4 separate regions of the Sus scrofa genome follow, and all the other regions are linked to region 2. A link is a contact called in public Hi-C data. All regions are on one chromosome and are shown on one strand. The core of a region is the stretch at or near the end of the contact, and the rest is flanking DNA. Distances in the headings are between cores, read along the strand shown. Region 1 holds the start of NSMCE1 (non-structural maintenance of chromosomes element 1 homolog). Region 2 has its middle 20 kb from the start of IL4R. Region 3 has its middle 29 kb from the start of IL4R. Region 4 overlaps NSMCE1 (non-structural maintenance of chromosomes element 1 homolog).

Region 1 (3,126 bases), core at 313-2,812, 38 kb before region 2:
TAATTGTAAAAAGAAGAAAATGATGTAAAATACGTTAAGTAACAGCCAAAATAAATTTTACTAAGAGGACGGAGGTAAAGAATGCTATAATTTGGGGGGAAGGGGTGGGAAAATTAAGTGGAAAGATAATCTATAGACTTGTTTATGCATAGAAACCAGTTGTCTCTATGAAGGGGAGATGGGCTAGCCATGAGCATGTATTACCTACCCAAATTATTATTTTATTCATTTTTTTTACAGCCACACTCGTGGCATATGGACATTCCCAGGTAGGGGTCGAATCAGAGCTGCAGCTGAGGCCTACACCACAGCCACAGCCACACTGGGTCCGCGCCGTACCTACGACCTACACAATGCTGGATCCTTAAACCACTGAGCAAGGCCAGGAATTGAACCTGCATCTTCGCTGGTCTGGTTCTTAACCTGCTGAGCCACCAGGGGAACTCCTAGGTACCCAAATCATTTAAAAATAGAATGTCTGCAGAACAAGCAAACCTCAAATAGAACCATCTGTGCCAAGAGCGAGATATATATGTGCATGCTTCCTGTGCACAGTCCTATTTAATCCTCCCCAGAACCTTATGAGGAAAGCATTACTGACCCCATTTTTCAGATGAGGAAACAGAGGCTGAGAGGGCACAAGGCCACACAGAGTTAGTGATGGAGACAGGGAGTGACCATACAAAAGCATGGTTAGAAACTGCCACACCCCCAGTACAAACAAGGGCAAAATATGAGTGGATCAACAAAATTATGATTCCAGGTTTTACGTGCAACGCTTAAATCTAAAAAGTTCTCAAAAACAAATCCTTTAAGTTTGAAAACCCCATCTGGCTTCAGGTGAGACTATTCATGCTTGTTGTTTACCTTCTTACTGGGAATATGCATCTATTCAGCTGTGAAAAAAAAGTAATGTATCTGATGACAAGACGCTGCCGGAGACCCCAAGGAAGATAGGACAGGACATATAATATATGCCCCAAATTACCTTTCGAGAATCCTAGAAATTCGGGATTGTGAACACATCTAGCCTCGGAGCTTTAAAATAAGGGGCTGTGGACTTGTACAAAGAAGTTGTGGACCCCAAAAAGAGAAGCCCAGAGTCGGTGAGCCTGACAGGGTAGTCAACGAAAGCCGTATTTTACGTATTCAGTTTAGAGAGAATTCTAATGCTTTCTCAGCTAATATTAGGATGTAAATTACCTAATATTACGATTTTAAAATGTCTGTGGGTGAGGGACTAGGTTCCGGTTTACCTGCCTCTGCAGCCCCTCTCAGGGCCTCAGTTTCCCCATCAGGAAATGAGAAACCGCGGCCCCCCGGCCCCCGAGGCCACACTGCGACACAGCATCGGGCCGACCCCCGGGGCCTGACCCCCACCTGCCGCCCGCCCCTCGCCTTCCCGGACAACTCTCTTCCTTCCCCGTCAGCCTCGCGCCCCCGCGGCCCGATTACCCACCGCGGCGCCCAAGCGCAGCCCACACTGCCGGCGGCGTTAGCAAAAAGGTGGGCTCGGCCCCTCCTTCGGGGCGGGGCGAAAGCAGTCGGGGCACTACCATTGGTGGTTCTTGCAGATTCGCTCCTCCCATCAGGTGACGCACTTCCTGTTCTCCCGTTGCCATGGTGCCGGGGAATCCGCCAGTTAGGGCAGGGGTAAGCGCATCCCACGCGGGTCACGCCCTGCACCTTACTGGAAAGGGCTTCCGCTTTTCGTCCTCCGCCTCCTGCCCGGCAGCTACCCCCCACGCGGTGAAAAGAGGAAGACCAAGAATGGAGCCTTAGTGTGACCGATTCCGTGGGCACAGCTTAGTGCCTCAGTTTCTCCATTTATAGAACTGACAGAGCCACTTCACCATCAAGAACGAGGCTTCTGGGAGTTCCCGTCGTGGCGCAGTGGTTGACGAATCCGACTAGGAACCGTGAAGTTGCAGGTTCGATCCCTGCCCTTGCTCAGTTGGAATAACAATAATAGTCCCTATGGGGGAATCCCCTGTAGCTCAGCAGACCTGAATCTGACTAGTATCCATGAGGACACAGGTTCCATCCCTGCCCTTGCTCAGTGGGTTAAGGATCCCGGTTGCATGAGCTGTGGTGTAGGTGGCAGATGCAGCTCAGATCCCGGGTTAGTGTGGCTATGGCATAGACCAGCGGTTACAGCTCTGCTATGATGCGGGGGCGGGGCGGGGCGGGGCGGGGACTAAAAAGCGAAATAATAATAGTCCCTATGAAATAATGTATTTCGAAGGTTGTTTTGTCTTTTTTTCTTTTTCTTTTTTTTTTTTTTTTTTTTTTTGGTCTTTTTAGGGCCGCACCCGCGGCATATGGAGAGTCCCAGGCTAGCGGTCTAATCGGACCTGTCTGCCGGCCTATGCCAGAGCCACAGCAACGGCATATCCAAGCGGCGTCTGCAACCTACACCACAGCGGGGGATCTTTAAGCCACTGAGCGAGGCCAGGGATCGAACCTGCAACCTCATGGTTCCTAGTCAGATTCGTTTCCACAGCGCCAGGATGGGAACTCCTGTTTTGAAGTCTTTTAAACACACATGGAAGTACTGATTAAATGTTTACTGCTTTCTTACATAAGGTTTGTTGTGAGAAGTAAATGCAATTAACAGACGTGAGCGAACTGTTCGGAGTCTCCAGGACACTTTACGACGTTTGTATTCCAGTCCCTAGTCTGAGAGCTGGCTGAACAGACTAGCAGGGGCCACAGGTAACGGGTGACTTATTATAGACCAGTAGAAAGTACAAGTATCAATCTCTGTGATGATAGCTTTAAGTCCTTACTTGGCTGGTTACCATTCCTGTGATCTTGGACAATATCTCAACCTCTCTGGACCTCACCTGCTGAGGGGGGTAAGAAGCAGAGTGGTGGCTAAAAGCTTGAATTCCATAACTAGACCGTCTGGATTTGAAACCTGGTTCTTAAACTCAGAATCTGTGCAACCCAGGCTTCTCTGTTTTCTCCATAGATTCGTGAACTGCCATTCTGCAGAATAAAGGGGCTGGGAAGATGCTAGCAGATTGAGGGGAGTCAAAAGGTTTGGAACAGATTCCGAAGGGGATGCAAAAGTGCAGTTCCAGCTGAGGTTGACACCATAAACATGTGGAGAGGAGAGTCAAT
Region 2 (3,152 bases), core at 583-3,082:
GAGCCAGCTTCCCTGGGCCTCAGTTTCCCCATTTATGAAACTCTAATGTCTGCTTTATACCATTGTGGTGAGGCTGGACTGAATTCATCAATGTTAAGCACCCAGAACAGTGGCTGATAGGAAGTAAACACGGTGTGTTTGTTAAGTAAATACCCGAAGCGCATCGAATGGGAGTTCGGCTCCCCCTTTTGCAGGTGAAGAAACCAAAACTCAAGAGATATGGCCTAGGTGGCCTTGCCTAGGAGTGACAGATGCAGGAGCTTGCACCTGCTTCCCTTCCCAACGTGTGTTCTTTCCCACTGTGCCACTTCGCTGGGGTGACCGAGAGGGACGTCTTTCGGACTGTTTCTCAGGACCGTGGAGACAAGCCTAGTCTTGTTTGACCCGATCTCCCTTGGCTCCACTGGGAGAGAGGCTGGCAGCTGGCTTAGGTGTTGCACGAACTTGGTTCTTGCAAGCAGTGGAGGCTGGAGGATCCTGGAGAGGCAGGGGGACCCAGCGTCAGATGGGCCGTATCCCCCTCTGTTGCTTTGCTTCCTGCCAAGTCCTTCTTCTCTGCGTCGGGGGCAGAGAGAAGGCTTGAAGACAGGGGCCCCAGGTTCCAGGGTGGCCTTGCTGCTTTTCCTACCTGTGGGCTCTGGGGGAAGTTGCTTAACGTCTCTGAGGTTCAGTTTGCTCGTCAGTAAAAATGGGTGTTGGGGGCGCGGTCTGGGTGAATGTTGTTTTGGAGGTACCTTGCCTACAGCTCCGCGATTGCTGTCTCTCCCCAGTTAGGACCTCACAACCGGCACCGCTGGCTTCCTCATTCATTTCTTCATCGGATGTTTACTGGGCATCTGTGTGCCAGGCATGGTGCCAAGTGCTACTGGGAGAGCACTGGCCAACGTCCTTACCCACCTGGACTTTTTTTTTTTTTTTTTTTTTTTTTTTGCTATTTCTTGGGCCGCTCCCACGGCATGTGGAGGTTCCCAGGCTAGGGGTCGAATCGGAGCTGTAGCCTCTGGCCTACGCCAGAGCCACAGCAATGCAGGATCCAAGCCGCGTCTGCAACCTACACCTCAGCTTACGGCAACGCCGGATCGTTAACCCACTGAGCAAGGGCAGGGATCGAACCCGCAACCTCATGGTTCCTAGTCGGATTCGTTAACCACTGCGCCACGACGGGAACTCCCCGGACTTTGACTTCTAGGGCAGTACACAGACATCCTCAGCTCTGCATCCCTTATCTATTATTTGAAATCCATAAGCTCCGAAAACCAGAAGTGCTTTCAGCACTCACTTGGAAGCAAGACCTGATGTGAACTAAATGTGAAGCCCTTTGGAGTCTTTTTTTGGTTTGTTTTTTGTTTTGGGGGGGCCACAGCCGCGGCATATGGAGGTTCCCAAGCGAGGGGTCTAAGCAGAGCTACAGCTGCCAGCCTACCCCACAGCCATGGCAACGCGGGATCTGAGCCACTCCTGCGATCTGCACCACAGCTCACGGCAACGCCGGATCCTTAACCCACTGAGCGAGGCCAGGGATCGAACCCTCAACCTCATGGATCCTAGTCGGGTTCGTTAGCCGCTGAGCCGTGAAGGGAGTCTTTATTTATTCTCCTTGGTGTGAATGCTCATGGTCTCGCTGCACAGATGCTCGTGTGATGGATCGCGGGTCCTCCTCGGGCCCCTTAGGGGGCAGGGGTGGTTCTGTTGGGGGCCGTGTTATACAAAGTGATCTTTCTCTCTCATCTGAGTAATTCTGAATTTGGAAACACGCCTGGCCCCACAGGATCTCACACAGGAAACCGTGGACCCGAGGTACCGTGTCATACAGTGACAGGGCTGGCTGGGTACAGAAGCAGAGCAGGATGAGGGTGGAGCTGGGGGAGCCTCTCCAAGGAGGGACATTTAGAAGGACAAGGTTGTAGAGGCCCTGAGGAACGGGCCAGGTGGAGGGAACCACAGAGGATGCTAGAAAAAGGTCATGTCCACCCCATCGACCCCATTTCCGGGCCTGATGCTGGTCCCCGCTGCTCTGCACGCAGAGTTCTATCTAAACGCGCACATTTTTGCCTTTCCAAGAAGTGGTGATACTTCTGAGGTTTCGGGTTTGCCTCTGACTGACTCATTCTCCTTCTGGGCACCACCCCCCTCCCCCCGGGGCCTCCTCACATCCTCGTAGATGCTTAAGAAACCCAGGGTCTTCAGCAAAGCAGGGCTGGGGGATGTGCCTCACTGCCTGCCTGGGAATGGCCACCGGCTGGGCTGGCACCTGAGCCCTGCCCCCTCCCCTAACCCTGGCTCCAGGGGAGAGAGGGAGGAAGTGGATTCTGGCAAGGTGAAGAGAAGCTTGGCATTCAAGGGTTTGGTGGAACAAATTTCCTGAAGGGAAGGAGGGTCTGAGCAGCGGCTTTATAAAGAGCCAGTTTGTAAAGCTAAAAAGTGACAGGCGTGCACAGGTCTGGAGTGCCAGCGCCGGGCTCATGGCTTACACCCAACTCAGCAAACGTGCTGAGGCTGGAAGTTCCTGTTGTGGCTCAGTGGTTAAGGAATCCGACTAGGAACAATGAGGTTGCAGGTTTGATCCCTGGCCTTGCTCAGTGGGGTAAGGATCCGGTGTTGCCGTGGGCTGTGGTATAGGTCGCAGATGGGGCTCAGATCCCACGTTGCTGTGGCTCTGGCATAGGCTGGTGGCTACAGCTCCGATGAGACCCCTGGCCTGGGAACCTCCATATGCCGCGAGAGCAGCCCCAGAAAAGGGAAAAAAAAAAAAAAAGTGCTGAGGCTGGGGGCACAGCAGTGACTGACACAGGAGCGAGGGCCTGCGTGGAACTCACCATCTAGTGGAGGAGGTGACTTTTTTTTAGTCTTTTGTCAGCTCATGGCAACGCCGGATCCTTAACCCACTGAGCGAGGCCAGGGATCGAACCCACAACCTCATGGTTCCTAGTCGGATTTGTTTCCGCTGTGCCATGATGGGAACTCCCAGGAGGAGGTGACTTTTGATGGAAGGCCTGAAAAAAAAAAAAAAAAAATGACAGGTGGAGATCTGTGGTAAAGGTGATCCTGGCAGAGGGAGAGCCAGTGCAAAGGCCCTGAGGTGTGTCTGAATCACAGCAAGAAAGCTGCTGTGGTGGGATGGAATTGAAGCAAGGTGAGGAGGGATGGGGAGA
Region 3 (2,929 bases), core at 297-2,796, 49 kb after region 2:
GCTGGAGAAGAACAGGATGCCAGCCCTAGAGAGTTAAGACGCCTCTCCAAGGAATAATTTCAATAAACCTAGACTCTTGCATCTTCCCATAGAAAAGCCCTAAAATCAATGTCTGTTTTATGTGATTAGCAGTAATCTTTTGATGTCCTACTACGTTGTTTTTTTTTTTTTTTTTTCTCATCACAACCTCACAGGGGTTTCCACTGTGGCACAACGGGATCTGCCACAGCATCTCTGGAGCACTGGGACAAAGGTTCAGTCCCTGGTTGGGCACAGTGGGTTAAGTATCTGGCATGGCTACAGCTGCAGCGTCGGTTGCAACTGCGGCTCAGCTTGGGAACTCCGTATGCCTCAGGGTGGCCAAAAAAACCCCAACCCAAACCCAAACCTCATATATATATGACATACATGTATTATCTCCCGGCTAGCCCCTTCCTCTTGGAACAGATCTGCATACTTATCTGAGAGGCTGTGTCCTGGGCTATGTAGTTCTCAGTAATTTCCCTGAATAAAACGTAATTCTCAACTTTTAGGTTGGGCAGTTTTGTTTTGTTTTTCAGTTGATGCTCCAGACCTTGCGGGTAAGCCCTGAAGGCTCCCGATTCCTGCCATTGGTTGATTCTAGCAAGGGAGCGTCCCAGCCCGTACCTTCCTTCAGTCCCCAGGCTCTCTGGCTTATACCTACGTCTTTGTGGTCAGGACTTACCCGTACGAGACCTGGCAATTCACTCTATTTTTTTGTTGTTGTTGTTTGTTTGGTTTTGTTTTTCTTTTTAGGCACGGCATATGGGGGTTCCCAGGCTAGGGGTCCAATTGGAGTTACAGCTGCCGGCCTGTGCCACAGGCATAGCAACATGGGATCCACATCTGAGACCTACACAGCCGCTCACGGCAATGCCAGATCCTTAACCCACTGAGCGAGGCCAGGGATGGAACCCGCATCCCCATGGTTAGTCGTCGGGTTTGTTAGCCGCTGAGCCACAACGGGGAACGCCATAATTCATTCCTTTATAAACAATTATTGTGTTAAGTACTCCCTGAGAGCAATTGTGCAAACAAAAATAAAATTTTCAACACTTATCGGGTCCAATCAATCAAAGATTTATTTTAGATTCTAGGGAATCTGAAAAAAAATAAAAGAGAGAGAACGCTGATTCAAAGAAGAACAAGTGTAGCAAGGGATTGAGAGCAAAACAGCTGAGTATCTAGAATTAGGCTAGAACCCTTTCATGCTCTCCAATAAGGGGCGCTAGCCACAGGGGGCTACTTTAGCGCTTGAAATATGACTCGTGTGACTGAGGAACGGATTTTTTAATTTTATGGCATTAATTAACATTTAAATTTAAACAGCCCCAAGTGGCTGGTAATTACAGTATTGGACAGTACAGGGCTAGATCGTTATAGTCCAATGTACAACTTTCTCAGCGTGGAGGGGAGAGGAGACGGTCTGGAAAGATGAAAGGAGCGAAGAGGGACAGACAGTATCCAGCGTTTGTCTCCAAAGCCACAGAGGGGGCGGGGCTCGTGGGTCAGACGGGTCCAGCGCCGGACCAATCCCCGACCGAGGAGGACGTAGGCGGCAGGCGTGGGCGGAGCGAGGTGCCGGCAGTCTGGAGTGGAGTTTCCCAGCACTCCCCTCGGGTATGGACCAGAGATGTGAAGGCCAGGAGGGGTACCCCGGGGGCAGCAGGGCTGTGTCAGCAAAGCCTCAGCAGAAACCGGGAGACCTCCAGAGACGCTGAATTCAGGGTTCCCAGCCCCCCTTGGTGCCCCAACCCCGCACACCGCAGCCTCGATTTTACAAAGATTGTTCCAGGGGTGCCGGCGGCAGGGTGGTAATTGTTTCCACTGCAGGTTTGTGTGTGTGTGTGTGATTACTACATTGGCACGTGCCCACCTTCTCTGATTCAGAGAAAATCTAAAGGGATAAATAGGAAAGTGAAAACCACCGGAAATCCCATCCCCCGCCTCATCATCTGGCATCGTGGGCTGTCCCCAAAATGTATGTTTGTTTTTGAAGGTGTATCTCGTTAACATCCTGTTGAATAACTTTTCTGACAGTATTTTCCCACGGAGGTTATTAATTAAAAAAAAAAAAAAACCCAAAAAACAAAAAACCCCACAACCACCAAGAAATTTCTGAGTCCCCGCTGCAAGGGAGGCATGACCTCACTGGAGCCTCACAGCAGCCAGAGTCCACTGTCTGAGACTTTTCTGTGATGTACCCTGACTCCTCATCACCTTTGTCTGCCATTTGCCTGTTTTTGTGGCTTTTTTTTTGTTTGTTTGTTTGTTTTTCTTTTTTGGGGGGGTCTCTTTAGGGCCACATCCTTAACATATGGAAGTTCCCAGCTAGGGGGTCAAATCAGAGCTGTAGCTGCTGGCCTACACCACAGCTCGGGGATCCTTAACCCACTGAGCGAGCCCAGGAATGGAACCCATGTCCTCATGGATACGAGTCAGGTTTGTTACCCCTGAGCCATGGCAGGCACCTATTTGCCTGGATTCTTATACCCCTTTTACAGGTGAGAAAACTGAGACTCAGAGAAGCAAGGGCTCTGCCTGGGTTTGAACGTGCCTTTGCCAATTCAGAGCTGTGTGACTCTGGGCCTCCGTTGCCTCCCCATCAAAGGTGGATAAGAGAAGTACCCTGCAGCCCACAGGTGTGGGATGAAGAGCAGATGTCTTGATGGCTGAAGGCCAGGCAGCACCCGGCCGCTCTTGTGGTCAACCTGCCTGAGCTCCGTGACAACAACAGGACAGTGCCAGATCTTCCTCAAAATCCCGCCCTTTACTGCTTTATTGAAGAACAGAGGACTTCTGGCCAATGGAGAGCAGATTGGCTGGAGGCCAGCTCCTTGGTCCCTGCTGCCCCCTAGTGGCCACTCCATTAGGTTCCAGCGCCTGCCTCTGCGCCCCCGGAGGTGCC
Region 4 (2,939 bases), core at 314-2,813, 61 kb before region 2:
AGGGGCTGTTTTAAAATCTGTTGTTGACAGATCTGTCTCCAGGTATAGAGACCATTTTTTTTCAAGACCAAGAGATTATTAGTTAGGAAGTGTACTCCTTGGCCTTCCTGTGCATAAAACTGACTTTACAGCACTTGGCAGAGGTCCTGCGTCTCGGCCGCATGCCGCAAGCGCCCTAAAACCCACGACGACGTTGCCTGAGTGACACGGGGCCAGACATCTGCAATCCCTATCAGTTCAGTAAACTAAACCTACCCATCAGCCACTCCCCTGACCAGAGGTCTACCGGCCAGCACTTTTGGCAGGGCCGACCCTTCATCGTGATGGCACTGAGGCAGGACAGAGTCCAACTTAGCGGGGGAGTCATCACAGAAAGCCAGACCGCTCTCAGCAGAGCTTTACTGCTGAGGTTGTCCAAGTGCAGTTCGTTTCCACCTCGGAGAAGAGGCGGGCCGGCTAACACTGAGATGCCTGCCGGCCCCCGCCCTGCCCCCCGGGGAACCACGAGGAGCTGAGGAAGGGCTGCGGGGAGCAGCTCTGCTGTGTGCCTGTGCCGAAGCTTCTCCCAGGCTCATCTGAGCAGGGCCTATGGAGGCTGACGAGCCAGGTGCCCACAGAGGCCAGGCGGGGAGTAGAGAGGTGGACAGCAGCGGTCACAGAGGGTGAAGTGAAGAGGGGTGTCCCATTGACAGAGGCATGGCTCTTCCGGTCTAGCCACGTGCCTACTATTTGGATTTTTATCAGCAATCTCCTGGTACTTGTTTTTTTTAAACATGGTAATTAACACTATAATCTAGCCACGCTTGTACGTGAGATCCCAATGATACTCTACCAGTTTTCTTTTTTTTTGTTTTTTGTCTTTTTAGGGCTGCACTCGCGGCATAGGGAAGTTCCCAGGCTGAGGTCCAATCAGAGGTGTAGCTGCTGGCCACAGCCACAGCCACGCGGGATCAGAGCCACGTCTGCGACCTATACCACAGCTCACGGCAACGCCGGATCCTTCACCCACTGGGCAAGGTCAGAGATTGAACCCTCATCCTCATGGATACTAGTCGGGTTCGTTAACCACTGAGCCACGACAGGAACTCCAGTTTTCAAATTCTGATGTGGGCTGAAACCTTGCCATAAAGAGATTATGGAGGCCACTCTGTCCCCTGACGAACCAGATAAGGAGGGGCTGTGGTTTCTCACAGAGGCTGGACAGTGAACAACTCAAAGGAACAGGCTGTGTCACACTCACTCTTCGGAGAGACTGAATTCACAAACACATATCAAAACAGGACTCTGACTCACAATCTGCAACCCAGCAACCAGCTCAGGGAGCCACCCTTTATCTCAACTGACCAGCCCACAAAGCCAGCCTGCCACCTGCAAGTCAGACTGGTAGGCAGTCAGACCACTATTTCTAGCAACCGATCCAGGAAACAAACAATAATCCCTGTAAATAATCGGCTCAAAAATGACCAAGTCTTGATTACTAATTGACAGCACCCCTAATTCTTGTCCCTGCTTCCGACTTAGGACCAATCAGAGAAAGGCAGGTTCGCTCCCCTAACCAATCACAGGACGTCCTGCTTCTAGATAGCCCGCCTCCAGCTTCCCAGGGCTGATGGCCTCCAATCAGGACACAGCGGGAGCCTCGCCTTTTCTCCGCTGTAGAGCTTTTCCACTCCTCTGCCTGCCGTCAAGTCTCCAAAACCCAAGCAGAGGCAGTCCTTGCTCGAGCAAGCTCTGAACAAACAGCCCTCGTCTGTTCTCGTTTGGGTGGTCTTCGCTATGGCCACACTTTGTACGCGTGGGGCTTGTTAGGAAGGTGGCTGGATGGCTTGTGCAGGCCTGCGGGGTCGTCGGAAGGATGGCTCTGGCCACTTCTATCAGGTCACTGCACCTTTCCTCTGAGTCCCCAGCAACCTGCCCCTGGAGTATGAAGCAGCCTCCTATGGTCTCCCTGACTTGTCCTCCACCTGCAGCCAGGCTGGGGCTGGGCACCCCCACCTCCACCCCCGCATCACCTTCCCCAAACCAGAAGCCAACCAGTGGCTCCCCTCACCCACACCTGCACTGCGGGGCGGCCCCCTGGCTGTACACGCAGCTGGCGCCGGCTGTTTCTGTCACTCACACCCATCTCAGCACCTGCACTCGTGATCTCCTTCCGGAGGATATGGGGACCACACTTTCTGGATTCTCTGAGAATATCCCAGCCTCAGATTCAGCCTTGGAGTTCCCACTGTGGCGCAAGGGGATCGGCGGTATCTGGGGAGCACCGGAAGGTGGGTTCGATCCTTCAATCCTCGGCCCAACACAGTGGCTTAAGGATCTGGCGTTGCTGCAGCTGCAGCTTAGGTCATGACTGTGGCTCCGATCTGACCCCTGGCCCGGGAACTAACTCCATAGGCCACTGGGCAGCCAAAAAAAAAAGCGGGGGGGGGACGTGGCCTTATGGGCTACATGACAATTTCCATCACACGACCCACGACCTCATGGATCTTCTGAGTCAGCACACCTGCCCCCCAGCCCCAGAATGTGCAAGGAGATGATAAGGCCAGGGACCCACTAGGAAGGGAAGGGCGCGCAGGGAACTGGTAGCAGGAAGTACTCTGTGCCAGGTACTTCACACAAGTTCCCTGTTTAATCCTCACAGCTTTTCCATGAGGTAGATAAGACTTCCTTTATAAAACAGAAAGCTGAGACTCAGGAAAGGAAAAAAAAAACAAATACACTCTCCTAAGTCCCTGATTTGAACCCAGGTCTTCAGGCCGTTCCCACCCCTGCCAGTGGTGCGTCCCCTCCCAACTGAAGAGTCCCCGCCCCTCCCAACCCTCCTCCAGCTGCACACACAGCCAGCCCTGTGGTCAGGATCCAGCACAAAGTGCATTCCAGACCCGATGATGTCCACACGCGGGAGAGTGTGAAGAACGCAGGGGTTGTACTTGCCAGGG

The links. A called contact is a pair of places that touch in the nucleus more often than the background predicts.
Region 1: a Hi-C map of liver shows a contact between it and region 2, with 2.9 times the contacts expected there. A contact is called at or near these places in 2 of 5 promoter capture datasets (fetal liver and liver), 7 of 47 Hi-C or Micro-C datasets (alveolar macrophages, embryonic fibroblasts, epiblast stem cells and 3 more) and 2 of 2 datasets of targeted methods (alveolar macrophages and skeletal muscle).
Region 3: a contact with region 2 is called in a Hi-C map of subcutaneous adipose tissue, with 1.6 times the contacts expected there. A contact is called at or near these places in 2 of 5 promoter capture datasets (fetal liver and fetal skeletal muscle), 8 of 47 Hi-C or Micro-C datasets (alveolar macrophages, blood, embryonic fibroblasts and 4 more) and 2 of 2 datasets of targeted methods (alveolar macrophages and skeletal muscle).
Region 4: a contact with region 2 is called in a Hi-C map of subcutaneous adipose tissue, with 1.5 times the contacts expected there. A contact is called at or near these places in 1 of 5 promoter capture datasets (liver), 16 of 47 Hi-C or Micro-C datasets (alveolar macrophages, blood, embryonic fibroblasts and 6 more) and 2 of 2 datasets of targeted methods (alveolar macrophages and skeletal muscle).

Annotation. Positions count from the first base shown.
Region 1 is chr3:19,608,232-19,611,357 of Sscrofa11.1, reverse strand. It overlaps NSMCE1 (non-structural maintenance of chromosomes element 1 homolog), which reads right to left and starts at 1,562. Exons shown (of 8, transcript XM_021086448.1): 1 at 1,460-1,562. The coding sequence starts at 1,559.
Region 2 is chr3:19,570,326-19,573,477 of Sscrofa11.1, reverse strand. It overlaps a transcript of IL4R not described here. Among named protein-coding and RNA genes, the nearest start is that of IL4R, 20 kb to the right of the region's middle.
Region 3 is chr3:19,521,713-19,524,641 of Sscrofa11.1, reverse strand. No RefSeq gene overlaps it. Among named protein-coding and RNA genes, the nearest start is that of IL4R, 29 kb to the left of the region's middle.
Region 4 is chr3:19,631,210-19,634,148 of Sscrofa11.1, reverse strand. All of the region lies in intron 2 of NSMCE1 (non-structural maintenance of chromosomes element 1 homolog), which reads right to left. Among named protein-coding and RNA genes, the nearest start is that of NSMCE1, 23 kb to the right of the region's middle.